Regions from separate parts of the Mus musculus genome. Here all the other regions are linked to region 3. A link is a contact called in public HiChIP or PLAC-seq data. All regions are on one chromosome and are shown on one strand. The core of a region is the stretch at or near the end of the contact, and the rest is flanking DNA. Distances in the headings are between cores, read along the strand shown.

What was found. HiChIP or PLAC-seq counts read pairs in DNA pulled down with a chosen protein or histone mark.
Region 1: an H3K27ac HiChIP or PLAC-seq map of embryonic stem cells shows a contact between it and region 3, with 6 read pairs. The contact joins the promoter of Zfp691 here to the enhancer-like site in region 3. A contact is called at or near these places in 20 of 39 promoter capture datasets (the 3T3-L1 cell line, 3T3-L1-derived adipocytes, the C10 cell line and 14 more), 1 of 15 datasets of contacts at CTCF or cohesin (the NIH/3T3 cell line), 8 of 484 Hi-C or Micro-C datasets (CD8 T cells, the N1E-115 cell line, Th1 cells and 5 more), 22 of 115 datasets of contacts at active chromatin or transcription factors (the NIH/3T3 cell line, the SCID.adh cell line, bone marrow-derived macrophages and 15 more) and 3 of 9 other capture datasets (adipose tissue, liver and pancreatic islet).
Region 2: an H3K27ac HiChIP or PLAC-seq map of trophoblast stem cells shows a contact between it and region 3, with 10 read pairs. The contact joins the promoter of Svbp here to the enhancer-like site in region 3. A contact is called at or near these places in 7 of 39 promoter capture datasets (3T3-L1-derived adipocytes, the C10 cell line, Sertoli cells and 4 more), 3 of 484 Hi-C or Micro-C datasets (B cells, bone marrow-derived macrophages and embryonic fibroblasts), 13 of 115 datasets of contacts at active chromatin or transcription factors (CD8 T cells, bone marrow-derived macrophages, embryonic basal ganglia and 10 more) and 3 of 9 other capture datasets (adipose tissue, liver and pancreatic islet).

Annotation. Positions count from the first base shown.
Region 1 is chr4:119,172,891-119,175,718 of GRCm38.p6, reverse strand. Zfp691 (zinc finger protein 691) reads left to right here and starts at 1,524. Exons shown (of 2, transcript NM_001145936.1): 1 at 1,524-1,581. Ermap (erythroblast membrane-associated protein) reads left to right here. Exons shown (of 13, transcript NM_013848.3): 13 at 1-262.
Region 2 is chr4:119,193,989-119,196,688 of GRCm38.p6, reverse strand. It overlaps Svbp (small vasohibin binding protein), which reads right to left and starts at 1,379. Exons shown (of 3, transcript NM_024462.2): 1 at 1,203-1,379; 2 at 668-817. The coding sequence starts at 781.
Region 3 is chr4:119,024,769-119,027,645 of GRCm38.p6, reverse strand. No RefSeq gene overlaps it. Among named protein-coding and RNA genes, the nearest start is that of Lincred2, 25 kb to the left of the region's middle. Within about 2 kb of position 1,450, at least 31 of the 459 cell types and tissues checked have an H3K27ac peak or open chromatin away from gene starts, as enhancers often do. A contact at or near this core is called in embryonic stem cells, epiblast stem cells, extraembryonic endoderm stem cells and 1 more, where this site is marked.

The sequences.
Region 1 (2,828 bases), core at 275-2,774, 150 kb before region 3:
TGATGTCTGACCAAGTGTCTGGGACCTTTGTGACGGGTCAAAGTGATATGTAAAATTTGCCATTACAGTACCCAAAAAGAATATTTTGTTTGTCTTTGTACAGTTATGAAATATACCCTTTAATACTTATTGCTTGGTATGTTGTCTTCATTATGAAAGAGGCTGTGGAGAAAACACATTACGGGGTTGGTTTCTGAATAGCTCAGCCACAATTCAAGCAAACTTTAGACATCATTCATAATAAACCCAGTTTTACTCCTGAGTCTGACTTTTGATGTTTTATTTTTATCAATTTATAAACTAATAGTGTGTAATAGATACTTACACGTCACACACATCCTCAGCTCCAAACATAATTGCTTGAGTAGCCAATCCTATTGGCTAACTAACTCATGCTAGTCTTACCTATTGAGAGAATTTACCAATAGAGAATAGAGCTATTTGTAGAAGCAGGAAATGTTTGTCTGTGTGTCTGCCTATTTGTCTGACTGTCTGTCTATCCACTCAGTCCTTATATCCTTACAATAGTTGTGCTAGGAATTTTATAGAGGAGAGAGGTGGGATTATAAAACTTGACCCTCTCTTTTTTCTTTCCTGATTTTGTGTGTGTGTGTGTGTGTGTGTGTGTGTGAGTGTGTGTTCTTGTGTGCAGGTTCTCAAATTGTCCAGAATTGGGCATTGGATCCCTTGGATCTGGAGTTACAGGTGGTTATAAACTACCTGATGTGGGCGCTGGGAATCCAGGTCCCCTGAAAGAGCTGTAAGTGTTCTTAATCACCGGGTCATCACTAGCTCTAAAGCTTTACCAGCTACAAAGACAACCATTGAAAGACCACACAAACAGGAAAAGCTCGTAGTTAGCTTACACATCAACTTTCTTTATCCTCTTTATCTTTCAAGTTCTTAATCTTTATTGTTCTTCAAAATAAAATCTGGGAAAAACAACAACCAGCCAACCAAACAAAAACCATCTCTGGATAACTTACTGGTCTATTATATCCAGATTGATGCGAGACTTTTGGGTTAACAGGATCACATAGGACACAGAAAAAAAAAACCAAAACCTACGTTGGGCCACTGGCCGACCTGGCTGGAGGTCATTCCTTGGGAGAGGACACTTAGCTTCTCGGACAAAGAGATCGAACTACTTTATTTTTAAATTCCTTTCCTGGTACATGTCCTTTTAATTTTAAACTATAAACTTTAAATGAACTGCGAGGTTTCTATCGAGGGCCACCGCTTCAAAAGACAAAAAGAAAAGAAACCTGATGACCTTAGAAGTGATGACAGCTTCACCGCTGAGTTCTGAACTGGGCAAATGTTTTCAGCGAAGCAAACCTCCGAACTACAACTCCCAGCATGCCGCGCACTAAACCAATGTTTATTGGCCGTCCTACTAGGTCTTGTGCAGTGTGACAGTTAGTATAGCCAATAGAGAGGAAGAACGTTCCCAGGATCCAATCCGAACGCTGTGAAGGCGGATCCTCTCTGGGTTCCGGCTCCGGCTCCTTCCCCCGCCCACCGAGGCGCCGCTGTCCCTGACCGAGCCGCGGGAGTGAAGTGGGTCGCGGCTGTGTAGAGGTGACGTGGGGGTTATGGGGGAGGCGAACGCGAGGCACGGGGCGCTTCGAGCCTGGCCCCTTCGCTCTTGCGAAGGCCTTGAAGGCTGATGTTTGGGAAGTTGCTGTTTTGCGAGTCCCAAAGGCCGCCGGGTACCGTGTGTCCCTCCGCTGCGATCACGTCCCCAGTCCTCGGATGACCCAGTCTTACTACCCTCCCTGCCTTACTGTTGGCCTTGGACCACTCCATGCCCCTCCCACACACCGTGTCTTTAGAGTCGCCCCTTGTACTCTTCCAGCTCCAGTCCCAACCTCATGGACATCTCTGAACCCAACTCTCGTCCTTCAGCTTTCCCAGCTGACTCCTCCAGCTTTATCCTCCTTCCCCACTTAACTAGGCTCTTTGGACACTGCTGCAGCCTTTGTCCCCTCTCCCAGGCCACCTCAGATTCTTTGGCTCCTTTGATGATCCGTCTCTGAATCGCTATGTAGCTCCGGTGAGTGCTTCCTTAATTTTTCACACTCTGTCCCCGGTCCTTCCAAGTTACTCCCGGTACCCTTGACTCGAACCCGGATCTAGAACTTTAATCTTTCGGACCCCAGCTTGGTCTCTTCCTTCTAATCCAGGCTCTTGTCCTTCATCGTCTGTGATCACCAAGCCTCATCTTCTTGCCTTGTTCTTAGAACTCATCCCTCCTCCGCACTCTTGCTGGCGACTCTGTGCTGCTGAGCTCCGAGGAAGAAAACCCCACATGCACTAGGTCTCTTCTCCCTCCGATCTTTGTAATGCAAGGTGACTTTGTGTTATTTCCACACTGCCTTTTCAGTCAGGGATGGACTCTCCGTCTCTGCCAGCCTTGGTCCTGCTCATCTGTCTATTTTGCAAGTCATAGTTTAAATTTCACCTCTTCAGTGAAGCTCCCTCCCTGCCCTCTTCAGAGAGGTGCCTTCTCATTTCCTAAGTGCCGTAGCACCGTCTCTACCTCCAGTCCTGGTGGAATGGTTAAAAACCTCAGCTTTGGAGGAATCAACTTGGGCTTCAGTTTTGCCACCTACTGTGTGCTCTTAGGCACGTGACTTGATTTCTCAGAGTTTCAGTTTCATCATTTCTAAAGTAAGTATGAGAAATTAATAGTTGAGCTAGATGTAGCGGCTCATGCCTTCAACCCCAGCACTCGGGAGGCAGAGGTGCTGTAAAAATGAATTGAGATGGTGCATTGGACCGCTTAGCCCTAGGTCGAGTGCTCTGTAGGACCTTTAAAAAATATG
Region 2 (2,700 bases), core at 130-2,629, 170 kb before region 3:
GTTGAGAGAACAAAGAAGCACACTGGTGGGCTCATAGCTTGGGCCTTTACACGGTCATGAGCAGACACTTAAATCTGCTGTTGCTGTAGCTGTGGTGGTGGTGGTGGTGGTGGTGGTGGTGTGTGTGTGTGTGTGCCACAGCAAGTGTGGAGGTCAGTTTTATGTAGACCTTCTCTTCTTCCGCATATGTATGGATTCTCAGGTTGTCAGGCTTCTCCAGTGAGGGCTTTTTCCATCCCGCTCACCAACTAGATACTCTCTGCACCAAATGCCCATGTGTACCGGGTCACGGGTCACACTGGCACTTCAAGCATTCTCCTTCATTCATTTGTTCATTTTCTCCTCCCACCCTGATCCCTCTCCCACCCATAGCTACCCTCTTCTCTTTTCATGCATTCCTCAGATCACTAACACAAAAGCTTTGCGCCAGGAGGCAACTGGAGACCCGGTCCAGCTTGGGATTCTGACACTAACTTGGTATGTGACTCTGGGCTTCCGCTTCACCGTTTGGGACCTGGCTGGACTCTCTCCCTCTGGGGGGACCAATGCCTGGGACAAGCAGGGACCCCTAGTAAAGTTTCCTCTGCTGGTTTTTTTTTTTTTTTTTTTTTCTTCCAGCACCCTCTCCAGCTCGCTCAGGCATACAGAGCTCCCTCCTTCATCTCACCTCTGCTCTCTGTCTTTGCTTCAGCTCCTGCTGGGCAGATTTCTGCTTAGCCTTCTCCACTCTGAAGGCTGGTTCTTTAACTTTGGATTTTTCTTTCCGGGCAGGTGGATCCATGGTTTGGCTTCTGAATGCTTCTTGGTTAGCTCTGACCTGATGGTACAAAAAGAGAACCGCTTGCTAGTCCTTTCTCCCAACTCCCTAGCTTGGCAGGTGAGGCAGGGTGCCCTGGAGTCCCACTGCCAGCACCTTGCTGTGCGTTCCTAGTCGAGTCTCCTCACTTCTGAGTCTCAGTTTCCTGCACAATGGGACAGTAGTCATTTCCTGGCCATTTCCCTACCAACCCCGGGTGAGCAGCAGATGAGAAGGCCCGAGAAAGCAGCTCCAACCCGGGGGCGTACGGTAGGGCCGGGTCTCAGAGGCCGAGGGGCGAGCCACTCGGTCCGCGGCAGCCCCCTCTGCCAGCCCCGCCCGCCCGCTCGCCCGCCCGGCCCCTCCGTAGCAAGATGGCGGCTCGGGGGTCCGTGCGCTTCCTTACCCGGCCTCGGGCTCACGGCCTCCGCCACGTCGTAGACAAGCCCCCACGCGGGGTTCACCCTAGCTCCCCCCTTCCGCGGGACCGCAGCGCCCAGCCCGCTGCCCTTGGACTGGGCGGGGCGCGCCGGGGAGGGCGGGGCCGCGGCCTGAGGTGCCCCTCCCGCAGGAGCCACTGCGCCCGCGCAGCGAGCACACCTGGGCGTGGCCGGAGCGGGAGGGGCGGGATCGGAGGCGAGTAGGGCGGGGCCTGGGGCTGGAGGGCGGGGCCTGGGGCAGGGACATTCTTACAAGTAACCAAAGCTTTTCCGGGCTTCTAGTTTCTGGGACAACTGCAAGGCTTTGAAAGGCAGAATCTGATTCCTGTGGTTGAAATTGGCTAGCACTGGAATTCTGAGCATCAGGTTCTAAATCAAGAAAGTCAGGACTGCTGATTGCTTCCTTCCTGATTTATAGATCTATAAGGAGGATCAAATGGAATCCTGTTTACCACAATGCTTTGAAAGCTTTGAAAAAAATGATCTGTCTATCTATCTATCTATCTATCTATCTATCTATCTATCTATCTATCTATCTATCTATCTATCTATCTATCAATACAGGGCCCCTAGCCCAGTTTGGTGGTGCACATCTTTAATCCTAGCACTGAGAAGGGGAAGCACAAACATCTCTATGAGTTGGAGGCCAGCCTGGTCTACATAATGAGTTCCAGGCCAGCCAAAGCTACACAGTGAGACTCTGTCTCAACAAAACAAAACAAATTCAGGGCCCAGAGCATGTGCTAGGCAAAGCCTTCTATTACTGAGCTATACCCTCAGCCGGACAGAAATTGTATCAGTTAGGTTTTCCATTGCTGTGAAAAGACACCATGACGAAAGCAACTCTTATAAAGGACAACATTTAATTGGGGCTGGCTTACAGGTCTTGAGGTTCAGTCCATTAGCATCATAGCAGGAAGCATGGCAGTGTGCAGGCAGGCATGGTGCTGGAGGCCAGAAGAGGATATAGAATCCCCTGGAACTGATATTAAAGACAGTTGTGAGCTGCCATTTGTGGCAGTTGTGGGTGCTGGGACCAAAACCAGATCCTCTGCAAGAGCAACAAGTGCTCTTAACCACTGAGCCATTTTTCTACATCTTGTTCTGAAGGCAAATAGGAAAAGACTGTCTCCCACGTGGCTAGGAGAATAGTCTCGAACCCCAACCCCACAGTGACACACTTCCTTCAACAAGGCCACATCTCCTAGTAGTGCCACTCCCTGAGTCAAACATGTTCAAACCACCACAGGAATCAGAAGTATATCAGCCAACACACACACACACACACACACACACACACACAGAGTGTGAGAGGTGGAAGTAGAGGGAGAAGGAGGGAGAGAAACAGCCCCACGGATAATCAAAAGGGTGTAAACTAAAATTTCTAGCTATCATTTTCATTTGTTATGTTAGCAAGAAAGGTGCCAAGGAGGAGAAGAGCCTGAGAAATAACAATAACTGCTT
Region 3 (2,877 bases), core at 201-2,700:
GTTGACATAGTTCATTGTCTACATTTGGAAAGCATGGGGCTCCAGTTGGAATAACATGTTTACTTTCAAATATAGCAACTTTCTCACACTCTGCCTTGTTTACAGAGATCTGCTTTCCAACCTGGGTGTGGGTGCACACCTATAATCACAAAGATGAGGCAGGAGGATTGCTTGGGCTTTTTTAGGGAGTTCCAGGAAGCTCTCAACCGTGGTTCCCCAAGAGAACTGTTTCAAGCTTGAAAGTGTCCAGAAGATATGACCAGGGTCTCCCTTCCTTCAGTTCATTCCTTTCCCCAGCCCTCATTTATTACTGCCTCTATAATTTCACTAGCTCATTTACCTGTTCTCTCTCTCTCTCTCTCTCTCTCTCTCTCTCTCTGTGATAGTCTAAAGACAGCTTAGTAGAGTCAGCTCACAAGAGCCTTTGCTCTCTGAGCCATCTTGCCTGCCCACTATTTTTCACGGATTTCAGTTCTGAAGAGATGTTCTAGAACCTTCTGTGTTCTGGAAGTCATGGGAAAGGGGAAATGGGCCTGTTTCTTGCAGTCCTTAAGACAGAAATGGCAACTTTCAGTGTAACTGACAGATAGATGAGTTGCTAGCGTTTTCCAATCCTGTGTGTGCCTGGGCGATGCGTCTGGCTGCCCTTCAAGGCCTCTGCTTTGGAAACTTATCAGAGGTCAGAGAAGGAAGCCATGAGGAAGTTTTGGGTCTTTGTAGATGGGCAGCTGAAGCCGGTCCTCCATCCCCTGCTCCGCCGAGCAGGGCAAGCTGTTAAGTTACTACCTGGGCTGTTAAGAGAGTACAGAGGAGGCCCTGTGTTTTGGGTTCTGTGACTACACTTTACAGCCAAAGCCACTCCAGTATTTAAACTATGGGCCCCTCCTAGGGTTTATTTTGAAAGAAGAATCCTCCTGCCCTTCCCCCTTCCCTAAAAAGCACAAAAGAACAAATTCCATTGTTGATGACAAACAGTTTCCTTAATCCCTAACCTAACTCATTAAAGCCTCCTGGGCCTCCGAAGCAATCTAGGACTCTGAGGGTCAGTTTGTCCCTTTAAAAACAAACCCATTAAGACTTCAACCTAAGCCTTTGTTTTGCTCTTAGGTCCAGGTGTAACTGAGAAAAAGAGTTAAAGAATAGCCAGCTTGTGGGGGATGAGGGATTTGGATTTTAATTGGTGCAGGTGGCTCTGCTCTTTTTTTCAAGCCCAGCGGTGCCTCTGGGCTCTGCCTGGAGTGGCCTTACAGAATGGCTGACCAAGTCTCTTGTAGACAACGAGTTTTTCAGGTTTGTGTTGATGGCACACTTGGCTTTATTGAGGGGATTGCACTGGGAGAAACCGAAGAAAAGAACGAGTTAGTTTGGGTGTGTAGGTCTTGAGAAGGAAAGAAAAGATCTCAGAAAGCAGAACCTCTGGCTCCTTCAAGAAGATGGGCCAGTCCCAGGCACCTTGATCCTCTCTTGGATGTCAGGGGTGGCGTTAGCTTTGGAGGGAGGTGGCATCCGGGGTTTAAAGTCTACAGTGTTTCTTCAACATTAACGTGTTCACCATTACCTGGGAATCCTGGTTCAGTAGCCCCTGGTGGGACCCCAAATCTACATTTCTAGCAAGATGCCAAGGACTTGAGGTTTCTCATTCTTAGACCACACTTAGAGTAAGTAGCAAATAGCCACAGAGCTTCCAGATTCTCCCATTCTTAGAGCAGGGAATCCCAACACTCACAAACCTGGTGTTTCTCATCCACAGAGGTCGAGGTGGCACATCATCAGGTTTCATTTCCTTTGAGAAGAATCTACACATTTGAATTTGTGATTCTGAGCTCTGAATCAATGCCTAGGCCTAGGCAGGTCTTTATGGAAATTCAAGGGCTGCAGGTTCCCCACCTTGTTCTAGGGTCCAATTTACCAAGTGGAGTCTATCTTACCCTCAGAAGGGGAGAAATGCCATAGGCAATGTCCATTGTTTAGGACTTTCAAGAGAATTCTGGGGCTGGGAGTTAGAGGCCTGGTCTCCTGGTTTAAATCCCTTTAGCTGCTTATCTTGATTTCTTTGTTTGGAATTTCTTCTGTTCTTATCTCGTCCTTGATTTGGGGCACAAAATCCCCTGCTAGGCATTCCTCTGTAAACCCACCAAGCCAAGCTGAGAGATAAACAAAGGAACTAGGAAAAACACAGGAGGCAGCTCCCTCTTCCTTTGCACCCCCAACCCCTGTTTCTGGAAGCAAGAGTTTGAGTCAGCTGAACTGGAGGACCTGCCATTCCCCAACTCCCTTAGTGTTCTACCTGGAAGTTTAAATTATTATGTAAAGAGTATGCAAAACCCCAAACCCAAAACAGAACAACACACAAACAGGCAAATAAGACCCCCACAAAAACCAGCCGGCCAAACAAACAAAAAACCCAAATCCAACCTTCCCGGTCTTGCCCTCCCCCGAAGTTATAGTCAACGTCAGAAAATGTTGTTATTGTTATTATGGTTGTTGTCTTCCATGCAGGGGATTGAATCCAAGACCTTGACCCATGCTATGCAAAGGCCCTACTCCGGAGCTTCAAGAAAACAATTACTAAAAAATAAAAAAAAATGAGTTTTGTTTCCTTTTATATCTGTATATCTGTGTCTTACAGATACACACGCCGAAGTTTTTGAAGCTGGAATTATAGGTGGTTCTGAGCCCCCTAATGTGGGAGCTGGGAAGCAAACTTGGGTCCTCTGCAAGAGCTGGAAGTGCTCTTAACTGCAGAGCCATGTCTCCAGTCCAATATATATATATATATATATATATATATTTAAAAGCCTTATTTTTATTTGGGAGGGGGTATGATTGGTTTGCTTGCTCATAAGTGTTTGTACTGTATCATGTTGGTGCCGGTAG